Regions from separate parts of the Zea mays genome. Here region 1 is linked to region 2. A link is a contact called in public Hi-C data. All regions are on one chromosome and are shown on one strand. Each heading gives the region's core, a stretch centred on a gene start, on an enhancer-like site or on the middle of the called end of the contact. The rest is flanking DNA. Distances are from core to core; before and after follow the strand shown. Region 1 holds the start of LOC100284736 (xyloglucan endotransglucosylase/hydrolase protein 23). Region 2 has its middle 120 kb from the start of LOC100284736.

Evidence for each region. Hi-C and Micro-C count contacts between places; a contact is called where the count stands out from the background.
Region 1: a contact with region 2 is called in a Hi-C map of bundle sheath, with 2.5 times the contacts expected there. The contact joins the promoter of LOC100284736 here to the enhancer-like site in region 2. A contact is called at or near these places in 2 of 25 Hi-C or Micro-C datasets (bundle sheath and endosperm).

What each region holds. Positions count from the first base shown.
Region 1 is chr8:54,292,798-54,297,723 of Zm-B73-REFERENCE-NAM-5.0, reverse strand. LOC100284736 (xyloglucan endotransglucosylase/hydrolase protein 23) reads right to left here and starts at 1,411. Exons shown (of 2, transcript NM_001157631.2): 1 at 1,040-1,411; 2 at 171-1,037. The coding sequence starts at 1,287. The coding sequence ends at 404.
Region 2 is chr8:54,178,321-54,182,678 of Zm-B73-REFERENCE-NAM-5.0, reverse strand. No RefSeq gene overlaps it. Among protein-coding and RNA genes, the nearest start is that of LOC100284736, 120 kb to the left of the region's middle. Within about 2 kb of position 1,343, at least 17 of the 20 cell types and tissues checked have an H3K27ac peak or open chromatin away from gene starts, as enhancers often do. A contact at or near this core is called in bundle sheath, where this site is marked.

The DNA.
Region 1 (4,926 bases), core at 162-2,661, 110 kb before region 2:
CCCTCTCACGCGTCACGCAAGGGTCCAGTTTACAGGTTGTTGTCTGTCTCTGGCTCTCAATGACTCCATATGTCCAAGACTCCAGCTAGGATGCCCCCGCACACTGATGAGTGATGACAGAACCCGTATGTGCGATGCATGCATGGCCGAAAAAGATTACTTATTCTTGCTAGCCCAAACTCAGTACTTGTACATCCGGTGCTGCTGAAACAACAAATCAAAGAATGCGACACGACTGGAGCTACATTTACATGACACCATTCTTTCATCGCCCACTGCAAAATAAGTAGCTACTACTAAGACCGTCGACGACGATCGAATCGATGCCTGGTTTCTACTTTCCACGACTAGGGATCGTGCTTGGTTTTGATGCCCCACGGACGTCCCAACAAACCTCGCTCCCTCACCGGAGCTTGCACTCGGCGGGCACGCCCTGCGGGAAGCGCTTGGCGTCGGCGCAGTAGTTGTAGATCATGAACTTGCGCTGCACCCAGCGCATGCGGCGGTAGCTCATGTCGCTGAGCTGCTGGTTCCACCAGCCGCGGCCGGAGCCGGCACCCGCGACGGCGGCGGCCTCCATGGTGCCCTCAGGGCAGCGCTGCCTGCCGCCGTCCCAGACGCAGGCGTCGGCGCTGAAACCGCGGAAGGAGGCGACGAAGGGGGCCTTGGACCAGTCCGCCTTGACGCGCCCGCCCTGCGTGGCCCAGTCGTCGGCGTTCCACAGGCTGGCGTACAGCCTCATGGGCTGCGTCCTCGGGAACGCCACCCCGCGCGCCTCGTGGTTCTTGAAGTCCCGCACCGGGGTGCCGTCCACCGCGAAGATCACGTGCTGCGGGTTCCACAGGATGGAGTAGGTGTGGAAGGCAGTGGTAGGGTCGAACCAGAGGCGGAACTGCTGCTCCCGCTGGCCCTGTCCGCGCGTGAACACGTTGGTGTGCAGCGTGTAGGGCTCCCCGCTCACGTTGCCCAGGAACTCGAAGTCGATCTCGTCGTGCGCGTCGCCCTGGGACGACAGGTAGAAGGTGGTGACCGTGCCACGGAGTTGCCTGGCACCAGCTTGATCTGCATGTCGATCTTGCCGAACAGGTACTCGCTCTTGGACTGGAACCCGGAGCCGGACGTGCGGTCCAGCGTCAGGTCCAGCCCGCGCCCGCCGTCCACTACCTTGCCGCGGCCATCGCCCCAGGTCATCTCTGTGTCCTGGTAGAAGTTGCCGCCCTGCGCGGTGCCCGCCAGCTCCAGCCAGGCCACGACCGCCGACAGAAAGACAGGAGCAAACGACCTCATCGTCGCTTCCGATCCTCCCTTCTCAGCGGCGGATTGCAGGCAGCTCTATACCCGCCCTCTAGTAGAGCAACTAGCTAGTGACAGTGTCGAGCGAGCGTTGCTGTGTGTGTTGGATATGGAACTTGGATAGTAGATTGGTGTGGGGGTGGTATTTATACTGGAGGTCAGGAGCGCCCGGGGCCAGTTGCTTAGCCGTGGCAGGCAGCCGCGGCCGGGCACGGACAGCTGGTGGTGAACCAACGGGCGAGTGCCGGCCGGGCTGGCGCGTCCCCGGCGCGGAGGAGTAAATGTGGGAGCGGGTAGATTTGGGAGATGGCATGGCACGGTTGGCCGCGCACTGGATCCAGTCGAGCGAGCCTGGCCCTGGACCTGTCCGCCGCGTAGGTACACGCCGTGTGGGGGCCGGGCCCGTCCATCATCCATTCATCTGCGATCCGGCGGCATCATCCGCGAAAGGGGTGCGGAAAGTGCGTGGCGTGCAGCCTTTTGCGCGGCTCCTTTGGTCTTGCCGCGTCCGGTCGCCGTGTGGGTCACTTTACAGCGAGGCCACGGCTGGTGGTTGCACTGGCCAGTGGGCAGGCGGCTTGCTTGCCCCGCTCGTGCCGCCTGTGCGGCTGTGCCGCATTGCGCCGTTGCCCTTCCGCACACATGCCTGCTTCGTCCTGCACGCGTGGATGCAATGCGGCGGAACTAGAACTGCAAAAGGGTGAGGAGTTGTTTAGAAGCAAAATACTTTTAGAGTTTTAAGGTAAAATCACGGTATTAAGGTCTTGTTGTCATACCTCCGGCTCTAAAAAATTTAATGGAATTGGTAAAGCAAGTCATTAGATGCTCCAGAAAATTATGAAGCTAGAATTGTAAGTCTTTATAAGAAACGTTTATTATTTAGACTAAAAATATTTTTTAAAACTATTTAAATTGATATTATAAACTACAGCTCCACGCTAGAGTTGTTTGGTGTGTTTGACTATATTGTAAAAATTTGTGTTTTGAATTCCAAAGTTTTGTAGATAGCATGGACTTTTTGGAGTATTTTAAACTCCACTCCAACCCAGAGTTTTTGGTCGATGACTAGCCTTGCACATGTATACTAAATAACATAGTTTGAGATACTTTCTCTCCAAACACGTATTGCTAAAAGTGACGTAAAAAATACTACGACTATGACATGACATCTTAAAACCCGTAATATTTTAAAACCATGGTTTTGAAATATTTTGCTTTCGAACACTCCCTGATTGTTGAGGCTTCGTTTAACAGTTTTTGGACCTTTTGTGAAAAAATCGTGTCGGGGACCATAATTAGGGGTACCCTCAAGACTCCTAATTCTCAGCTGGTAACCCCCATCAGCATTAAGCTGCTAAGGCCTGATGGGTGCGATTAAGTCAGGGATCGGTCCATTCGAGCGACTCGATCACGCCTCGCCCGAGCCTAGCCTCGGACAAGGGCAGCCGACCCCGGATGGTTTCCGTCTCGCCCGAGGCCCCCCTCCAACGGCAGACACATCTCCGGCTCGCCCGAGGCCCTGCCTTCGCTAAGAAGCAACCCTGACTAAATCGCCGCACCAACCGACCAAATCGCAGGAGCATTTAATGCAAAGGTGACCTGACACCTTATCCTGACGCGCGCCCTCCGGCAGAGCCGAAGTGACCGCCGTCACTTCTCCGCTCCACTGACCGGTCTAACAGAAGGACAGCGCCGCCCGCGCCACTCCGACTACAGCGCCACTTGACAGAGTGAGACTGACAGGCAGTCAGGTCCTGCCAAAGGCGCCATAGGAAGCTCCGCCCGACCCAGGGCTCGGACTCGGGCTAAGTCCCGGAAGACGGCGAACTCCGCTCCGCCCGACCCAGGGCTCGGACTCGGGCTAAGTCCCGGAAGACGGCGAACTCCGCTCCGCCCGACCCAGGGCTCGGACTCGGGCTAAGTCCCGGAAGACGGCGAACTCCGCTCCGCCCGACCCAGGGCTCGGCCCCGGAAGACGACGAACTCCGCTTCGCCCGACCCCAGGGCTCAGACTCCGCCCTGGCCTCCGCCGAACGACCTCCGCCTCGCCCGACCTAGAGGCTCGGCCTCGGCCACGGAAGACAGACTCGACCTCGGCTTCGGAGGAGCCTCCACGTCGCCCAACCTAGGGCGCAGGCCAGCCACGTCAACAGGAAGCACCATCATCATCCTACCCCGAGCCGCCTCGGGCCGTAGGGAACAAGACCGGTGTCCCATCTGGCTAGCTCCGCCAGATAGGCAATAATGGCGCCCCCGCACGCTCTGTGACGATGGCGGCTCCCAGCTCTCTTACGGAAGCAGGTAGACGTCAGCAAGGACTCGACCGCTCCAACAGCTGTCCCTCCGCCAAGCACCGTCGCTCCTCCGACCGCCACGACATCACACCAGCAGGGTGCCAAGATCTCTCTGGCTGCCACATTGGCATGTACTTAGGGCGTCAGCTCTCCCCCGCTAGACACGTAGCACCACGCTACACCCCCATTGTACACCTGGATCCTCTCCTTACGCCTATAAAAGGAAGGACCAGGGCCCTCTTAGAGAGGGTTGGCCGCGCGAGGACGAGGACGAGACAGGCGCTCCCTTGGGGCCGCTCGCTTCCCTCACCCGCGTGGACGCTTGTAACCCCCTACTGCAAGCGCACCCGACCTGGGCGCGGGACGAACACGAAGGCCGCGGGATTCCCACCACTCTCACGCCGGACTCCGGCCGCCTCGCTCCTCTCCCCCCTTCGTGCTCGCCCACACGCTCGACCCATCTGGGCTGGGGCACGCGGCACTCACTCGTCGGCCTGAGGGACCCCCGGTCTCGAAACGCCGACAGTTGGCGCGCCAGGTAGGGGCACGCTGCGTGTTGACGAGCAGTTTCCCGTCAAGCTCCAGATGGGCAGTCTCCAACAACCTCTCCAACCCGGGACGGTGCTCCGTTTCAGGAGTCTTGAGTTCATGTCCCTCGACGGCAGCTACGACATGATACTCCTTCCACCGCCGTGCGACGACGACAATGGCGGCCGACAACCCGCCCGCCGGTGGCGGAATCGACGACATCTTCCCCGCATGGTGGAAGAACAACATTCGAGCTCGCCCTGTCCTCTCCCCCGCCATCGGAGGAGGAGGCGGGGCAACCAAGGCCGAGCGGGAGGCCGCGCTCCGTCGGCTGTCGAGCGAATCGACGTCCCCAGCGTCCCAACGGGGGGCGCGTCGGGCGTCGACCTCACGTTTGAGACGAAGGCGAGCGCCGTCCCCCCGCGACACGCCAATCCCGAGCAAGTGGACGACGCCAGCGCGCTCGCGGAGGGCCTGCAGGACGTCGCCCTCGTACCTAAGACGACGGCGCAATCAGCCCCCAACGTGACTATGTCGCTCCTCGTCGACCGAAAGGTACTGACTGATTCCCATCCTACGTCATTTCGACTCGGCCTCAACCCGCCTAGCGACCTCGCTTTGGCGGGCGCTCTCGTTGAGGTGAGTGCAACCCCTCTGGGGTTTTGTATGCGGTCGCCTTGGGACCGATTGACGGACGTCTCGACCTACGGGCCCTCTGGGTCCGAGGAAGATGGCGATCCCAGCATCTGCTGGGATTTCTCTGGATTTGGCAACCCCAGTGCCATGCGGGACTTTATGACCGCATGTGACT
Region 2 (4,358 bases), core at 94-2,593:
ATATTTAGGTGCTAAATATAAAACAAAATGAGTGCTTGATTTAATCTCTATGTTACATGGTAAAATAAGGTTACTAACTGATAGACAATATTAATATGAGTCTAATGCAACTGGAATGGATCAATTTGGCGCTAAATTAAAGAAGTTATGAATTTCCTAAAGTTGGTGAATAAATTTTATGCTAAAAATCAATTTCTTTAATTTATTTATTGCTTCCTCAAAGCATTGGGTGGCGGGCACTATTCCTAGAAAATCCAGGTGTTGGTTTATAAGAACTAAGACTTCTTGGTAATGATTCTAAGACAACCGTGGATGGCGGGTTAGTTTGTATCTTCCCCGAGGGCTCATACGCAAAACTCTCACGGCCCAAGGCATCCCCTAATCACAGCCATCCGATCACCCACCAATGACTCAGATTAGATAGAATCCCAAACGAACCGATACACAAAACTGACCGTCGGATCCGAGATCTAAGATGGGGCTTTTAAGTAACAGAAACCGCTCCTGGACCGACCGATCGGAGATCGACAGCAACGATTTAAAACACTAGCGACCCATTATTGGCCGAGGATCACCAGATCAATGGCCATGTCTCGGGCGAAAGAAAGGGTAAGGCTACGCTAATCTTAGCCGTAAATAAAGGATCCACGGTACCTGGCTCACCCCTCACCTCCACCCGATCGGACGATGAGAACATGGCCCCGCGGCGGCGCTACCACTGGCGCACGGCATGCCCGGCACACGGCGCACGATTCTAATTTATTCTAAGCGCTAATTGAAGCCTAGACAATATCGGATCCGAGAAGGAGGTCCTCACCCGTGATTGAAGCGAAGTCGAGTTGCCCAACGGCGCGAGGCGGCTCCACGACGATGAACAACTCCGGCGAGAAATTGTTGTTTATCTAGGCCCTCCCACGGTGAGGGGCTCCAACGCGCTTCTTCCCCCGCTCCCTACGCTCCCTCTTTGGTCTGGTTCGCAGGGTCAAATCGGCGGTCGGATGGAATTTCTCTCACGGCGGCGCTCTGCTCTCCTTTCCTCTTTTTTTGGCGCGCACAACCGGGAACAACGATCCTACGCAGGTGCCTGGGTCACGGTCTTAAAGGACGGGTCATCGAGCCACCAGCTGGTGGAGCGGTTAGTTGAAACTGCCATCGAGATTCCTGGGATTGGATCAGGCTGAGCTTCGCCGCGCGCAAGGTTTCCGTCGGGATTACACCGTGCAGTGACTGGCAGCAGGGGCCCGAAGATCAGCGTTGGCGCGAGAACGCGAGTGGCTACAGTAGGGCCCACCGGTCGGAATCAGAGGCGATGAGGCGCACGCGATATGGTCACTGGCAAGTGGTGCTGGCACCCCGGTGAGGGAATCTGCCCAGTGGTGCGCGCGACAGCCGCGGACAGGCATGGCCCGCCTGTCGGCGCGACACACAGCCCAGTTGGGCCGAGTTGCTGAAAAGCGATGGTGGGCCAAATTCAGGATGTTGGCCCAGCCGGGGTTTTCTTTTGTTTTTCTTATTTTAGTATGAATGTCTTTCTCCATTTCAAATTCTAGTCTTTGAATTTCAAATTTGTTTGTAAGTCTCATACCTAGATTAAATGCACAAATAGAAATACTAGCACGAGGAATCATTTTTCCTATACCACACATTTTTCTTTATAGTTTATTGTTTTTTTCCTTTTTCTCTTCTCTTCTTTTCTATTTCATTCTCAAATTCTCGATTTCAATTTAGATTAAACTCAAATTTCAACATTAGTATATTTTTATTTTTATTATTTTTATTATTAAGTGCACAAACAAATAACCTCCAGATTATTTATGTTTCATTAGTTAATTTATTCACTTTAAATATGATTATGCATATGTTCTAATGAATAGAGGGCAATACATATAAGGAGATTAAGTCTTCTCTTTTACTATCTACAAGTTGGGTATTACAAATCCTATCCCCCTTAAAAATAATCTCGACCTCGAGATTACTACATGCTAGGAAAGAGGTGGGGAAACTCTACTTGTAATTCTTCTTCCCTCTCCCAAGTAGCTTCATCTACCCCATGATGACTCCATTGCACTTTGCACATTTTGATCACTTTGTTTCGCATAACCCGATTCAAGGTGTCAATGATCTTCATAGGATGCTCAGTGTAGGTTAGATCACCCTGCACACTAATTTCTTCCATAGGCAAATGTTCCTCTGGAACCCGGAGACACTTCTTAAGTTGAGATATGTGAAACACATCATGGACATCAGATAGATGGTCTGGTAGCTCAAGCTGGTAGGCCATCTCTCCAACTCGCTTAAGGATTTTGAAGGGTCCAATAAAGCGAGGGGATAGCTTACCTTTAACTTTAAATCTCCTCATACCACAAATTGGTGACACCTTTAGGTATACGTGATCACCCTCTTCGAATTCCAGTGGTCTTCTTCGATTATCAGCATAACTCTTCTGTCAGGTTTGTGCTATCCTCAATTTCTCCCTGATCATCCGAACTTGTTCCTCTACGTCTTGAATAATTTCTGGCCCGAAGAACTGCCTCTCACCAGTCTGATCCCAATACAGAGGGGTTCTACACTTTTTGCCATATAAAGCTTCAATGGAGACATCTACAGACTGGCCTGATAACTATTATTGTAAGAGAACTCTGCATATGGCAGACTCTTGTCCTAACTACCTCCACGCTTAAGGGCACAAGCTCTTAACATATCCTCAAGCACTTGGTTGGTTCTCTCAGTCTAGCCATCAGTTTGGGGATGATAAGCCGAGATGAAATTCAACTTTGTATCCATGTTCTCATGGAGACTCTTCCAAAACCTTGAGGTAAACTGAGATCCTCGATCAGAAACAATCTTCTTAGGTACCCCATGTAAGCACACAATTCAAGACATATATAACTCTGCCAACTGGGAACCCTTGTAAGTACTCTTGACCGGGATAATGTGAGCCACTTTGGTTAATCTATCCACGATCACCCATATGGAATCATAACCTTTCGGGGTGCGAGGCAACCTGACAATGAAGTCCATACCAATTTCTTCCCACTTCCTTTCGGGCACCTTTAACGGGTGTAGCAGTCCAGCTGGCCTCTGATGTTCAGCTTTGACTCTAACATACATCACATACAGCCACTTGTGCAGCTACATCTCTTTTCAGCCCATACCGCCAGTACTTCTGCTTTAGATCTTGATACATCTTGGTACTACCAGGATGAATAGAATAGTCTGAGTCATGGGCTTCCTTCAGTATGGTCTCACTGAGGCTGTCAATCTCAGGAACACATATCCTATTCTTGAACCATATTGTGCCTTGTTCATCCTCTGCGAATTCTTGACCTCTATCTTCTGCCACCAGATCTTTGATTTCTTGAATTTTAGCATCATCAATCTGACCCTTGCATATCTCTTGCTCCAAGGTAGGTTCCACTTCTATAGTGATCCCTTTAGTATGTGCAACTATTCCCAGGTTGAGTCTTTCAAAGTCTTCTACAAACTCATCAGGTAACTGGGCTACTATAGCTGCATGAACATGTTCCTTCTGACTCAAGGCATCCACAACTAAATTCGCCTTGCCCAGATGATAGTGAATTTCTAAGTCATAATCTTTGATGAGCTCCAACCAATGGTGTTGCCTAAGGTTGAGATCTTTCTGAGTGAAGATATACTTTAAGCTCTTGTGATTAGTATAGACTTGGCACTTAGTTCCCATTATATAATGCCTCCAAATCTTAAGGGCATACACTACAGCGGCCAGTTCTAAGTCATAAGTGGGGTAGTTCAACTCATGTTTCCGCAATTGGCGAGACGCGTAGGCAATGACATGTCCTTATTGCATAAGAACACATCCCAAGACCTGGTGGCACACATAACAATATATACCAAATCCCTTCTGCAGATCAGGCATAACCAACACTAGGGGTGACATCAATCTAAACTTTAGTTGATTGAAACTCTCTTGAAATTCACGAGTCCACTTAAACTCCTTTCCTTTTTCTAGTAGGGAGGTCCTAGGCTTTGCTATCTTGGAGAATCCTTCGATAAAATGACGGTAGTAACCCGCGAGTCCTAGAAAACTCTGGATTTCAGTGACCGAGCTTGATATCTTCCATCCCACTATCTCTCTTACTTTAGCCAGATCCATTGATATTCCTCCGTTAGAGATGATGTGTCCAAGAAATGGTACTTCATCAAGCCAAAACCCACACTTGCTATACTTGTCATAGAGTTGATTATCCCTTAACTTCTGTAGTACTAATCGCAGATGCTCCTCATGATCACTATCATTCTTGGAATAAATTAGAATGTCGTCGATGAATACCATGACGAACTTATCAAGATACTCCATGAACACCTTGTTCAACAAATTC